Regions from separate parts of the Danio rerio genome. Here region 1 is linked to region 2. A link is a contact called in public Hi-C data. All regions are on one chromosome and are shown on one strand. The core of a region is the stretch at or near the end of the contact, and the rest is flanking DNA. Distances in the headings are between cores, read along the strand shown. Region 1 overlaps aopep (aminopeptidase O (putative)). Region 2 overlaps aopep (aminopeptidase O (putative)).

Evidence for each region. Hi-C and Micro-C count contacts between places; a contact is called where the count stands out from the background.
Region 1: a Hi-C map of an unstated tissue shows a contact between it and region 2, with 2.0 times the contacts expected there. The contact joins two enhancer-like sites. A contact is called at or near these places in 3 of 18 Hi-C or Micro-C datasets (caudal fin, skeletal muscle and an unstated tissue).

What each region holds. Positions count from the first base shown.
Region 1 is chr8:32,307,243-32,314,916 of GRCz12tu, reverse strand. The region is part of intron 12 of aopep (aminopeptidase O (putative)); the gene reads left to right. Among named protein-coding and RNA genes, the nearest start is that of mir23b-2, 63 kb to the right of the region's middle. Within about 2 kb of position 2,461, at least 6 of the 62 cell types and tissues checked have an H3K27ac peak or open chromatin away from gene starts, as enhancers often do.
Region 2 is chr8:32,253,745-32,260,830 of GRCz12tu, reverse strand. It overlaps aopep (aminopeptidase O (putative)), which reads left to right. Exons shown (of 15, transcript NM_001123258.1): 14 at 5,768-5,854. Among named protein-coding and RNA genes, the nearest start is that of mir23b-2, 9.4 kb to the right of the region's middle. Within about 2 kb of position 2,675, at least 12 of the 62 cell types and tissues checked have an H3K27ac peak or open chromatin away from gene starts, as enhancers often do.

The sequences.
Region 1 (7,674 bases), core at 1,212-3,711, 54 kb before region 2:
AAAATAGCACAGTTTTTCCATTCATGGTTTATACCCCAATCTTTTTGGCCACTTTTTATTGTGTCTTTTGGCTCTTTTATTAGCAGAGATTAAGAAAGAAGAGAAGGATATTAGAAAGTCATAGATTAATCAAATTAAATGTGAGCTTCCATTAACCTCATTTAATTACAATGCCAACAAAACGCTAGTTAAAGCATGGCAGTTCAGCTTGTATTGTTGGTTTAGGGAAAAGGTAAAGTATCATCTAGGCACTATATGAATTCCTCAATGCTCTGAGGTTTAACTTTTGCGAAATCTCTCTTTGTATATATACAGTGTCAAAGAAAGGAATGCTGGCTTGTCTGAAATTAAGGTCACATTCATGAGAAACATAATCCTTCCCTTAGACCACAGCGGCAGGATCCATAGTGACAAGCAGATACAGCAAACTCCTAATCTTTATTCTTCACGCTCATTTCTTCGATTCCTTTTTCGGTATTTGTTTTACACCACCACGTGCTCCTTCGAATGTTCGCTGGAATGTAGATGAAAGCTGTTTCTTGCGGGACGATGTGTTTTTGAGCCTAATCCAAATTCCTGTTGTGTGCCGGCATTACTCCAAGAGCCAAATGGATGTTCCTGTGGCCTGTTCGATATTTTTGAGGTAATGTAGACCAATCAAGTTTATCTTTGTAGGCCTCTGACAACATAAACCCATTTCGTTTTTTGCTACCGTTCACTGAAATGTCCAACCGAGTCCATGATTGCAGTGACCTGTTTCTTTCTGTTCCTCGGAGTCTCAAACTCACTCTTTCCCTGATTTTTTTTTTCTTTTTTTTTCCGTGCGCCGCATCCTGAACCCTAAGCTGATTTATGGATATGGAGGAAGAGGTAAAGGAAGCAGGCCCCTCAATCCAGATCCTCTCCAAAGACCTGAGAGCACAAAATGACAGACTGTAGGTCTAATGTCTGAAGTTATGAGTGTGTGATGGAGACAAGGATGTCTGAGTTTAGTGAATATTTTGGCATCAGACTGTGCACAATTCAATCCAAAAATGTGCGGTTACGTGCGACTGCCAGAGCTGGAATCTCGTTCCCACTGTTATTAGAGACGAGCTCCGTTTGGCGGGATCCATGAAAAACAACAAACAGAAAGATCCATAAACAAAAGCAAAACAAGACTGACCTTTTCACTTGCTGCTCCTCCTTTGCCAGAAGTGAAGGGAAGAGGTGGGGAGATTATTTCTCCTCCATTATTTCTGACTCATTCCTCATATGAGCTAAATGCACGTCTGGGAAAGTGAAGGAATATAAAGGAGCTACCGCTGATATTGGCTGGATAGCGCCCCACACACACACACACACACACACACACAGATAAATGTGTATGCACCATGAAGCCTCAAATTAAGAAAATGGGCCTACTGTTGAGGAGATGGCATTAGTTAAATTACATATTAGAATGAAGTTTGTAATTTTCCGAATTTTTGAAGTCTATTTTTTTTTAATTATGAAAAATATCTAGTTTAGATAATGTATACTCTGAACAACAATTATTTCTCATCTGTTTTATAAACCACTTAAGTGATGTTTAGTTGCTTTTATTAGTTTAATTACTAGATTCAAGCTGAATAAAATCTAAATAAAAGTAAGAAATTTTCAACGAAAAAAATAATGGACATTTAAAAAAATATTTTCTAAAAACAAGATACAACTATTATATACATATATATATATATATATATATATATATATATATATATATATATATATATATATATATATATATATATATCTTCAAAATTTATATTCAACATAGTTTTAAGTGTAAACAGCACAGATACTATTCAAGAAAAAAAAGAATCCACTTTCCAAATTTGGTCATTTTTATTCTAACAGGCATTTGTTGAACACTATATATCATACACAATATTATTTTTTTCCACTGCACCATGGCTTTATATTTTATACTTTACATTATTCCTGACTAGACTTTTGTCTAAGCAAAGTCAGACCTTACTGTTCTAATTAAATAATTAAAAATCAAGGCATGATCATATTTTATTTAAGCAAAATAGGCATAATCTAGAGGCCTTTGCCTTTCATATAAGCCACTTCTGATAAAAACCGTCTATTATAAGTCGAGTTATTATTTGTTGTTCCTAAAACTTGGATAGTCAGCAAGACTTTTGTCATGTAATGTCATGTAATTTTCTTTATTTGTATTTGTAAAAAATATAATAGATTAAGCTAACGTTTTTTTCAATCCGTTGGATTTTTCAATTATTTTTTTAAGTGTAAATTTGAGTGGATGAAGTCTGCTTCGCTAGCAAATTTCTTATAGGGATGTGTGTGTATTTGCACTGGAAAATGGGTCAAAAATACTTTCTTTTTTGGTTAAACGTTGTGTAGGAGTGTGTGTGGACGTGGGTGAGAAGAGAGAGATGTCACATGTGTCTCTTGTCTGCGTGTGTGGGAATTATCCAGGGTCCATGTCCAATTGCGGAGGAGCAAGTGAAGGGCAGGGGCTGTGGAGAGGAACAAATGCTAGAGAGAATAAGCCATGAAGTCATGTGCTTTTTATTACACTCACACACACACACTACACTTCACATTCCTCACATCAGAGGGGTTTATACAACATGCAATCATTTAACCAGAAAAGTTATTTTAAGTTTAAATGCATTTCAACTTCAAAGTCAGATGCAGATGAGCTCAAAGTTGTGACCAGTACATGTATCATCAGCCGGCTGACTGATTAACGTTACCAAAACCTAAATATTGCACATGTGTTAGTGTGTTTGAAGTGTGTATGGCCTAGTTTGACACTTTGTATTGTATCAAATTGAGTTGCTGAAAGAAGCATTAACGTCTAGAATGAAATGTGTATAATAAGTTTGTTGCTTTTCAACAGCCAGTTAGAAAGATGATCTTTCATTTATTAGACATTTCCAGAAGTTCATCTGGTCTTGATGAAATATACAGCTAAAATTAACATAAAAATCTGATGCTATTCACCTTTTATTAACAATACTAGCATATAAGGTATATTTTATAATAACAGCAGTTCTAAGTCATATTCTTGCTGTACACCTTATTAAACTTTACTGGTATAAATTTGTAGTTCACTGTCTAAATAAACAAAATGATAATGGTCAGATGCAATTTAAATCATCTTTAATGCAAATGTTAGCATATTAGCATAGTTGGCGTATGTTATAATCTACAGTTATCAATACAGTACTTAGTAAAACTAATAATGATGGTAGAATCTGGTTGTTTGCTTCTACATGCCAAAAAGGCCTAAATCTTGACCAAATTTTTTTATAGATATGATAAAAACATGTAAAACATTGCAACACTGGCAGTGTTTTCCATGTTATTGTTTTTGAGGCTATGTTTGTGTGTTAGCATTAGCCTGTGCATGTGTCTATGTCTGTGCATTTTTTATTTTTTTTTTAATTGCATGGCTGAGAATTTCTACAGTCTGTTTTGTTCTATATGAGGATGCAGTAAGCCATGTTCTCAAAAGAGCTCTTGAGTCCGACTTCCTATGCAAGCCCATCATAATCAGCAAACCTCATATAGCTGATGGCTTTTATTTGATACGGTAATTGGGCGCACTCGCTCGCTAGAGAACAGTGTAGAGGGCTGTAATGTAGACTCAGGGTCTTTAAAAGCCAGAGCATTATATGAACAGTATGTATATAAAAGGCTTTGCCACTCCCGGTGCACGAAAGCAGAACTCTGCGGTCTCTCCATTTTTTCCTCCATTCAGCATAGAAGCATTTTCACAAGTGTCTGGAAACCTCTGGTCATAATGTGGTGTTCAGCAAAAGCTTAAAGGAATATTTCAGTCAGAAATAGTCATTATGAACTCAATCTGCAATCGTTCTGTACGTTTATTTATTTTATATGTATGTATTTCTTTCTTTCTTCATTTATTTAATTGTTTTATCAGGAATTTCCCATTGAGATACATTATATCTTCACCCAGGGAGTCCTGTTTAAGACAGGCATCATAGGATAGAGGTACAAAAAATAAAAAAATACATGTCACAACACATAGGGCTTTTAAGGATGGAAAAATACGATTTGCGCCATGGCGCATGGTCTAATGGGGTAGTGCTTATTCTCTTAATGAGTTATGGGTGTGTTGTGAGCATAACGTGCATAAAACCGATCAGACACTCATCTCCCATTTCCTTTAAGACTTGCGTCATGCCATAGTGCATTTCCTATTTACATGGCAGATTTAGTAAGTGGAAAAACTGAACGCTTCACTAGCAAGAAAACAGATAGACAGACCATCTGCAGCGCAAGGATAAAGAATGAGCCTTCACCATTTGGCCTCTTTACTTTTACTTTACTCCTTTACTTTCGTGGATGAGTAAATGATGTTGTACGCACTCCACTGAAGACATCTATTAGCCTACATATTTAATTTTGTTAATTAAGCGCAAATATTTGTTTCTAAACTATTTTTTTAAATTTAGTTTTAATTTCCAGCAAATTATTAAATGAACAATAATAGCGAAGTGTGGTTAAAAGTGTGTTATATCCAAACACATGTCATGTGCCCCATATGATCCAAAACCAGACAGGTGGACAAATCCAAGCTTGTTTTTATCACAATATTAAACAAATTGTTAATATATATTAAAACAAATATAAATATGCATATAATAAATACTACTACTAATAATAATAATGATAACATTATACAAAAGCAAATTGTCATGAATATACTGAAAAAAGCCCCTGTGATGAAGAAGGCATGGAGGCAGTAGTTTTTATATAAATAATAATTTTTGTAATATTTAAATCCTTTCTTTTTCATTTGTAAAAATAGTTGCGTATTGCTATACATCCTGTGTGTATTAAGAAATGTGTACGCGTTAAGTAACTGAATGCAATTATAGCACACAACTAACATACTCTGCGCTGGACTTTAGACCAGCTTTTAGTTGGTCAATTGCACAGTTTATTTTAGTTTCTCAAAATAGCATTGCGCTAACAATGCGCCTTAACACACCTTCCTTCTAGACTGGCACACCCATGAGTCCACAAAGTGGTGTAAATGGGTTTGCTATTTAAATAACGTGGTGCAAAACAGGAAAATTAATGTTGCATTGGTCTGAAAATGGTAACAAATTACGGCAAACATGCCTTGCACCTTATCGTTAAAACATGTCCTCCTTTATTTGAACCCTATTCACTTTCTCCATACAAACTGTCCCAAAGTAATGAAATTTTCAGCATACTTAGTGGAGGCTCTTGAAAATAATGATGGCCTGTGATTTTTGAGTCAGGTGACTTCAGCTACAATCATAAATATGTTTTATGTTTTGACAGTTTGCTCACCGTTAAGACAAAAATATCATTCTATCGTATGATTCAGATCATTACCTCTTTAATCAGCTAATAGTCACTCTTTCTATCAAAAACCTAAGCTGTAGATTTCTCAGAGGAATAGGGCTTGAAGCTTTTAACGTGAGTGGTTTCCTCACCAAAAAATAGCCAGCAACATCTCCAGTGTCATTAAATACCATCTGTGTTTGTCTTTCCAGTGCACATGGAAAAGGCATCAGTTTGGGAAATACACAGACACACATCGCTTTAACTGATTACATATGGCCGCCCCTCACTATTTCCACAACCGTGACGTTCAAGCTGCAATTGGATTTATGTTAGATGCCAATTTGCGAATAAATGCGCCTTCTTTAAACGGGAGGTAGCGCATAGCGTGTTAAACGACGCCGCGCATGTTTTGCATCATGTTCCATGGGCCTCATTTTGTGGGAAATGAAATCAACGGTCATGAATTTAAAAAAAATGTAGTGAAGTGACTCGGGCATCACTTCATCTCATTTCTCACTGGTCGTAAGCGGCGCGCTCCAACATCTGTCTGGTAGGGGAAATAGCAGCGTTTCGATAATGAGCGAGGGAGACGGCGGGTCTCCTGGTGCACTATGGTGCTATTAGCTTCATTGAGTTCCCCCTCCCTTCCCACTCTTCCACTCTCTGAAGGTCTACAGAGCAGACTTGTAAAGCCCACGGCATAGACGGCAGGCTCTTTAATGCAAGGGCTTAATGCTGTTGGGCTCACAGGCGTGGAGATTATCAAGGGAGACGCATATGAATCCAATAACGGAGACTTTTAAAGGGGTTTATTTGTCGTTAGGCGCACAGATCAATTTGGGCCATTTTAGCTGAAGTGCTTCCGTCAAAGGAGAAAATCGTAATAGGACTTTGGGCTATGAGTGCCGTAAATCTCCTGGCTTCGTTTTTCTCTGAAATCTTATGATAAGTGGGTAGTTTAAAGACACAGAAGTGAGCTGTTGTATATCTGAACTACTTATCTTGCGTTTGTTATTTAGACAGAAGAGTATAATAGTTCAGCATAACTGGAAGCAAAGCGAATAACACTTTTTATGATACATAGTTTCAAATTAGCTTCAAAGAAATTGCACACATCCTGTGGTAGCTGAGTATCATCATAAATAACAATGAAAACATGTTTTTTGATGATGCTACATAAGGGCAGAAGTATAATAGAAAAAAGCAGGGATTCCTGTGGCATTCCATGCTTAATCCTAATTCCCTTTGCAGATAAAACAAGACGATTACGGGCAAATAGGCAGGATTTGAATCTTGAATCTTAATTAAGGCTGATTTATACTTCTGCTTAAAGCGCACGCGTATGCTCCGGCGCAGCCTGAGCATGGACTCATAGCCCTAGCAGTGGCCATCGCCAATGTCATCGTCACCTCTCAAAAATTGTAACTATACTTCCCAAGCACTGAGATTGGTCGGCTAGGTAGCGCTGATGAGTGTGGGCGGGACCAAGAGCTGCACGAACCCGTTGGAGCGAGTGTTTTATAGGTGTTGAGTCCTATGAAGGACGTCCAGATGGAAAGTTTTGTTTTGTGCTTACCTCAAAATGAGTGCGTTTAAGCTTATTGTACATTAAGGTAGCATTCAGAAAAAAAATGCTAGTTTACTAGAAACTTCCAAGCAGGTATGTTGAAGAAAGTTGAAGCTAAACTGTGCAGGACACCAGCCCTCCAGAACTTAGTTTGGACACCCCTGCCTTAATACTTCACAGTAGGTGCAAAACACTGCTATTAATTCATTCATACCTATTAAACCATGCTAACTTCCTGTTGTAATCTCATATCTAAAGTCAATTTTTGCTCAGCAAAAAAAAACATCTGTTTTTCTCAGACTTCCCATACCACCAAAAGTTTGTACTGAACATCAAAAATAAACAGAAAAAAACCCCCAACAAATCAAAATGTCATTGGACTGATGCCATTGTGAAATGGTTTCAGTGATTTTCTGGTGTGCTGGCAGTGGACCAGGAAAATGAGCCCTTATCAGATCCATTTGATGGCACTATATTTGGGTCTTGAATTGAGAGGGGCCGGAGAGCGAGTAGTAATGGTACAGACAGGAATAGCGGGCAGAAATAGCTGCCCGCCTGACTGGCACAATCAGTGGACTGCGTGCAGGATGGCTCGCTGTAATCAGTGCTGCTTGGGCACAAAGGGAGGATGACGATAGCACATTAAAACGCACTTACCATCATGCTACATCCTTCTGTTGTGTTTGCTTCGTTCTCTGTAGGGGTCAACTTGACAATATGACACACACATTAAAAGATGAGCGTATGTTAGCCCAGATTTTCATGGA
Region 2 (7,086 bases), core at 1,426-3,925:
ACCCTGATTATATATTTTAACATGTATCTTAATATTGTGAAATTAAAGAAATTAAAAAAAAATTCTGTTATTAGGAAAGGATGACTTAAATTGGTTAAAAGCTATTTTGTAATGTTATATTGTTTTAATATTTCATAATTAATTCATATTTCAAATAAATGTTGTTTATAATTTCTATTCATTAAATAAGTCTGGATAAAAGATGGATGGGTGGATGCACTGATGCATTTCTTCTTTTATATTTTATTCAAAGGCTGCAGGTCACTACACTCTAAAAAGTGCTGGGTCCTCATAACCCAACATTGAATCCATAGACAGTAAAAAAAACTGATGATGCAACCCAACATTAGGTCAAATACGCACAAACTTGACGTTGAGTTGAACCAGGGCAGGGCGATAAAATGGCTATCGATATTTCAAGAGTTCATGCTTAGATATTGCTTGATGATATTAGCATGGCATGCTGTCCTGGGAGAGAACCCTGAGCTCAGAGATAATTAAGCCCAAGGCTCCTGCCTGGTCAATAGAGCTTGTAAAGGGAGTACGAGCTCAGGTGGAGAAGGCGTGGATGTTTTTTTTTTGGTTTTTTTTCGGAAAACAAAAATAAGGGAGTGAGTTTTGCTAGGCTACTTATAACGAGTGTGGATTAATCTGATTGGCTAACTAATGATTGTAGATGAGAGACCAGTTGCAGTCAATCATATCACATGCTCCTCTTAAAATTAGATTGTGAAACTTCACTTGCTGACCAAGCACCAATGTCAATATCAATTAAATGAAAGTTTCTGCATGTAGTTTTGGTATGAAGCGCTACAGTTTTAATAAAATGTGGCTGCTGAGCGCGCGACTTGGAAGCAGTGCCAATAAGCTTGGGGTGTAAGTTTGTCATTTCCAATTAAGGCACGGGACTTGTACGACAGGCATACGGGAGCGGAACGCACATGTTGTGTAAGCGGCACGCACATGGACCATGTGCATTTTCCAGCCACAGCTAGTTAAAAAACATTTGAACTCTTTAGAATGCTGCGAGTGCACCACAATTCATATAAGTAGAACTAACCAATCTGCTTCACACTTTGTGTGAAATATACATATTTCAATAGTAATGGCAGACTAATTACCTTAGCCAAACACAGCGCGCCCAAACACTGCAACACTTTTTACTTTTCTCCATAAACTTGCATCAGAGCTGCAGCAATGGTTTGTCCATTTGTCATTTTCTAAGGAAATGGTTGATGGTCACCATTGTAAATGGTCAAGGAATCCACGCGCACACGCTTGTCATTTCAGATCAGAATAACAACACATGCGAAAATTGCAGAGTGGCTTTTTGGTTTCTTTTCTTGTGCATCCCAGCCACTTGCACCACATCTCAAAGATTTTTTAGCATAGGGGGGAATATAGTCATTCAACTTCAAAATTTGTAATGTTGCAGTATGTATTTGAATAACTATGGTTGGTTCCTTTACTTGAAAGCTCAGATTTGATGATCATAAATTGTGTTGTTAACAGAGTTTGAGGTTTACTGTATCATTATTTATCACACCTTATAGTTTGCTTTAATTGTTTAGCATTTACACTTCAACACTGCACACACTTTGTAACATTTTATTTATCAAGTTTAAGAGTCTCTTAAACTCTTATGTTTATTTTATCACAAAGAGATCAGATATTTTGTTTATATTTTTTTGACCATTAAAACCTTAGTAATGTTGGTAAATTAAAATAAAGTGGTTAAATAAAAAAATCCTAATATTCCTAAATGGATTGTTAAAAACTTATTCAATAATTATGGATGTTGAATGATATGAAACATGATATCGTGATAATGTTTTTGCAATTTCGCCCAGCCCTAGTTGAACTAAACTTTTGTCCATATCTGCCCAAATGCCTTACAACATCACCACCTTTTTTTTAAGTGTAGCTTAATCACAAAGTCAATAAAAAATATATATATTGTTTCAAATTTTAATATGTTACAATATATTTCCAATCTGTTGATATATTTGCTCACACCATTTATATAGACATTACATTCTGCCAGTATAGTACTGTTGAATTTATTAGATGTGCAGCAGACCCTGGCCTTTTTTCAAGTAGAGCATTTATACGCTAAGATTTCATTCATTTATGTTAGACTCAAATCATTTCAAATCACACAGTATGTTATGTAAAGTATCATCTACACACTAAAGCACCTTTTTGTATTTGCATATAGCAATTGGCGAGTGTTAATTTTATCCGCGCACTGAGATGTGAAGTGAAACCACAGTCGGAACAGTTGAGACGGAAATCACAACTGAGAACTTTTGCATGAAACACAATTGATTGGAAAACCCACGACAGCACGTCTGACACTTAAAAGATAAAAGAAGAAAGCAACAAACAATGCAGCAGCTCTGTTGAAATAAGCTTTGCAGACAGGTGAGGACAGAGGGGAGTTAATGGTGTCGGCAGGAAAGACAGCGAAAAAGCTCGTTCCTGGTAAACTGGATGTGACATTTGAACATGCTGCTTAAATAGAGGCTGATTTGTGACCGGAAGGCTCTTTGCAGGGCCGCCGCTTCCTGTTGTTTTCCTGAGTCACTTCACACCTCGTCTTAAAGCAAACATTCTCACACGCTTGTACACACACTCGCACAATCTTACTTCATTAATCATTGAACTGCCTCCACCTTCGGGCCCCCATGAGCTGCCAGCCATTCAGCTTCAATTAAACCCCTGCTGCGCCGCACAGAGGCCCAGAGAGAGCAAACGAGAACACCGATTCTGCTTAGCATCGCTAACGGGCTTATTATGATGCAGAACTATCGGGTCCGACCCATGAATCCGGAGATTCACTTAAGCAAAATTAAAAGCTTTTGTGGCAGAAATGTTAATTAGCATAAAAAATCCTTTCAACTCATCCGTTTTTTTTCACCTTCAAATATGCACAAATCTAGTTAGAGGCACTGATACAGTCACAACACCTATAAAGCTATAACAACTGCCGAAGGGACAACCAATTAAAGCTAGTTTGAGGGTTGTTGATTAATAAATGAAATAAATAGATTTTAGTCTTTGTATTGAAGTAAAATACGTTTGTAATAACTCTTCAGCTAAAGCGACATTTAGATGATTATGTAAATTATGTTTTTCTCTAGATAACAAAATGAATACAACTAAATTGACAAAGAAAACATCCAATTAGAGAGTGTTTTTTAATACTTTATTCTGTAGGTTTCTTTAAAGTGAGCAGCTTTATAGTTGTAAACATGCAAATCCATGTTAGTAGCTGTTTATGTGGAAAGTTGCAGTTGTAATGAACCCATTCTGATTAATCATTTCAAAATCCAACGCTAAATAAAGTGATTGTGTTGATGTGAATATTTTTATCCAAAGTTTCCTAATATGCCTCGATTGCACAAATGTTGAGTTTCAAAATGTGCATTCTAGCAAATCCACCTGCTTCTTTTCTGTTTTAAATGGCACTTAAATTTTTTATGGGGTATCAAGCACACTGTAAAAGCCAAAAAGTTAGGGTAACTCAAATCATTTGAGGAAACCGATTGCAACAAACCATTTAAGTTCAAAAACTAATCCTTATGATACTGTGAACTTGATCCATTTGAGTAAACGAAGCAATCTGAGTACAGTAGAACCCAATAAAGAGAACGTAAGCCAACTGAGTACTGTAAAACCCAATAAGTTAAGGCAACTCAAACTGTTTGAGGAAACCGATTGCCACAAACCATTAAAAACCTAGCAGCCTAGCAAAAACCTAGCAGCCTAGCTTTCCCATGTGGTCTCCCATTCAGGTACTGATCGGCCACAGCCCTGCTTAGCTTCAGTGAATGACCATGTGACAGTTGCAGAGAGCTAGCTATCGCGTCTCTTCCGCGCATGAATTTGTTATTTTCAATGGAGGCGCACGCATAAGAAGCGACGCACCCGTACCTTCCAAATAAGACTTGTATCAGGGCTGCAGCAATGTTTTGTCAGCTTGTCATACTCTGAGAAAATGGTTGTTGGTTGCCTAGAAATCTACCCCCCTTCCTGTTGTTGTGCTATGCTGTTATTTTACCAAAAATGTAAACCTCTTACACTGTTCAGACATATTTATCGTGTTGTATAAAAATGAAAATAAATGTCTAAAAAAAGGTTTTGAACAACAATTTACGTGAGTTTGAGTAAAAAAAAATCTAATTGACTGTGCACTTCATGGATTAAATGATGGAAAGAACTTTGATCTTAAGAAATGTTGTGAACAACAGTTTCATTAAAACATGCATTTATAGTTATTTATTGCATCTATAAAAAAATGCATTACTTTTAAAACAAATTATGCAAATATACATGTTTAAGTATTCTGAAACCTTACAGAATAGATTGTAACGTGCTTCTTGGGTGTGGGTTAAGAGCTAAAGATCGATCTGGTTGGTGGAATTTTCTGTACAGCATCAATTATGTTTTGAATTATATTAACAGATGGCTTCACAAAATGTGTAATTAATGGAAAACAAATGTAACCCAATGTTGAGTTTGTCCATATTTGACCCAATTTGTAGAGTTTATGGAGAAATGAATACAGTTATTATGTCTGGAAGATTTTTATGGTTATTATGTCTGGACTATTGTGCTTTATAAAGTAGGGGTGCACAACCTTTTTCTTATGAAGGGCCAAAATCCAAGCTTGATTTAGAGCTTTGGGCCGAAAGTAAACATTGCAAACTATATTACAGTAAGATTGCCATTGGTAATTTCCTAAATTATTTCATAAAATAAAATAATAGAAAAAAAAAACTTATTTACTAATGCATTTTAATTTTTTAACAAACCTATTTCATATAAATCTATATAAAAAATACCATTTATAAAACAATGGAGCTCAAAGCCGAATACAATAGTCATGCGTTCAGCATGCCTTTGCCCTGATTTGCAAGGCAAAATTCTTCTGCTTTGTCCCCTATTCGTAGAGAAAAAATACACTTTTTTAATCTGATTTCTTTACAACATTTAATTAAAACGTTTCATCTCAGTTAGCTTTTCTTTTCACTTAACAATATAGACAAACAAAAGGTTATATTAAATATAAATAAGAATCTCTGTTAAAGGCATTCCTTAACCCTTCTCAATCATTTTCCATCTGGGGGGCCAAATCAAAGGATACAAAGGGCAAACTCTGGCCTGTGGGCCCTAGTTTGGGCATCACTGCTATAAGTGAAATACCTTTGTGAAATTTAAACCAATTAGTGAAATGTTCTTTCAAGAGTTGTTGAAATGTTTTTCAAGGAACTAAACATCAATCTTCTATACTGTTTATCACTGCAAAAGCACCTCTTTTTTCTCCAAGAGCAACATTATGCCACACATGCTACAGAGTTTGTCCTGAACATGAACAATCCTCCTTTTAAAACAGTCATGACTCCTCCAAGCGTGGAGTGTGTGTGTGTGTGTGTGAGTGATACAGCAGTGTAATGAGATCTCCGAGGCGTGGATGAGGTCAGGTTTTTGGGTCGTGTTCAGTTGAATGACGGCGGAGAGCAAGAAGAGGAAGACAGAGCCAGTCTGTGATCTCTCCGCTTTAACACTGTCTTCATTTACACACATCACACATAAACAGAGCGCACACCTCTGTGTTAAGAACACACTGATAACAACCACAGAGTCACGCGCTCGCACTGATTTCCCCCAATGCGTGCGATGCCCGCAGGTGGTGACGTCCCGTGAGCTGTTGGGCCGCTTTCATCTGGGTTTAATCACTTTCTATCTGTCTCTTTCTTGTTAGGTGAAACATCGCTGGTGTGAACTTGCGGTCAAGCATAAACACACCGCCGCATACCGAGACGTTGAGCTCTTTCTGATCCATGACCAGGTACATGACTTATTCCAGAGCACGTTCATTTCACAACTAATGAGCTGCCTTTATTGGAGGCATGTTTATAACAAGTAGTCTGCTTAATTTGTTTACATTTATTTTGCTTTTTTTTTTATTATTTTGGCAAATTCTAAGGCAGAATCATGTGTGTTGTTTACAAAGAAGCAGTGTTATTTAGTAGTTGTTGAGTATTTCCAAGTAACTTTTGTAGTTTTTCTTTTATTAACAGTTCGTTGTGTTTTTTTATTTAAATATTTTGTAATTGTTATGTTTCATTTAAACACTATGTTATTTTTCTGAGTATTAACAATCCTTTATTGTGAAACATGAGCTTATTTTCTCAATTACATCTCGGTTACTTTATGGCCAAAATTTAACCCACAAGCTAGTAAAATGAGTAAGAACTTTGTGAAGGTTTCTTTGCAAAAAGGAAAAGGCCCAGTGAAGGACCCTCTAATTGCCAAGAAATGGTTCCACAATCTATTTGTCAATAAATCAGGTGAATCCAGCATGTCAGTTGTTCAACTGCTGGAGATCGCAAATGATGGCAGCCTTGGGGCCATTCACATAATATTTCCTTACATTTGTATAGCGCTTTTTCTGGACACTCAAATCGCTTTACACATGGAGGGAATCTCCTCATCCACCACCAGTGTGCAGGGTTCACCTGGATGAAAAGACGGCAGCCATATTGTGCCAGACTGCACACCACACACCAGCTGATTGATGTAGAGGAGACAGAGTGATGAAGCCAATTATGATATGGGCATAGTAAGAAGGGTATAGTTAGAAGCCAGTGGGCAAATTTGGCCAGGATGCAGGGGTTAAACCCCTACTCTTTTTCAAAGGACATCTTGGGATTTTTAACGATCACAGAGAGTCAGGACCTCGGTTTAACGTCTCATCAGAAAGACGGCGTTCACTGAGCAGTAAAGAGTCCCCATCAATCTACTGGGGCGTTAGGACCCACACAGATCACAGGTTGAGTGCCCCCTGCTGGCATCACTAAGACCACTTCCGGCAGCAACCTAGCTTACCTATGTGGTCTTCCATCCAGGTACTGACAAGGCGCAGCTGTGCTTAGCTTCAGTGGGCAACCATATGAGAGTTGCAAAGCACTAGCTGTCGTGTCTTTCAGTGCACAAATTTGCTATTTCCAATGTAGGCGCACGCATATTAGTAGGCGCACCCCATACCCCCCCCCCCCCCCCCCCCCAAGGGTCTGTGGT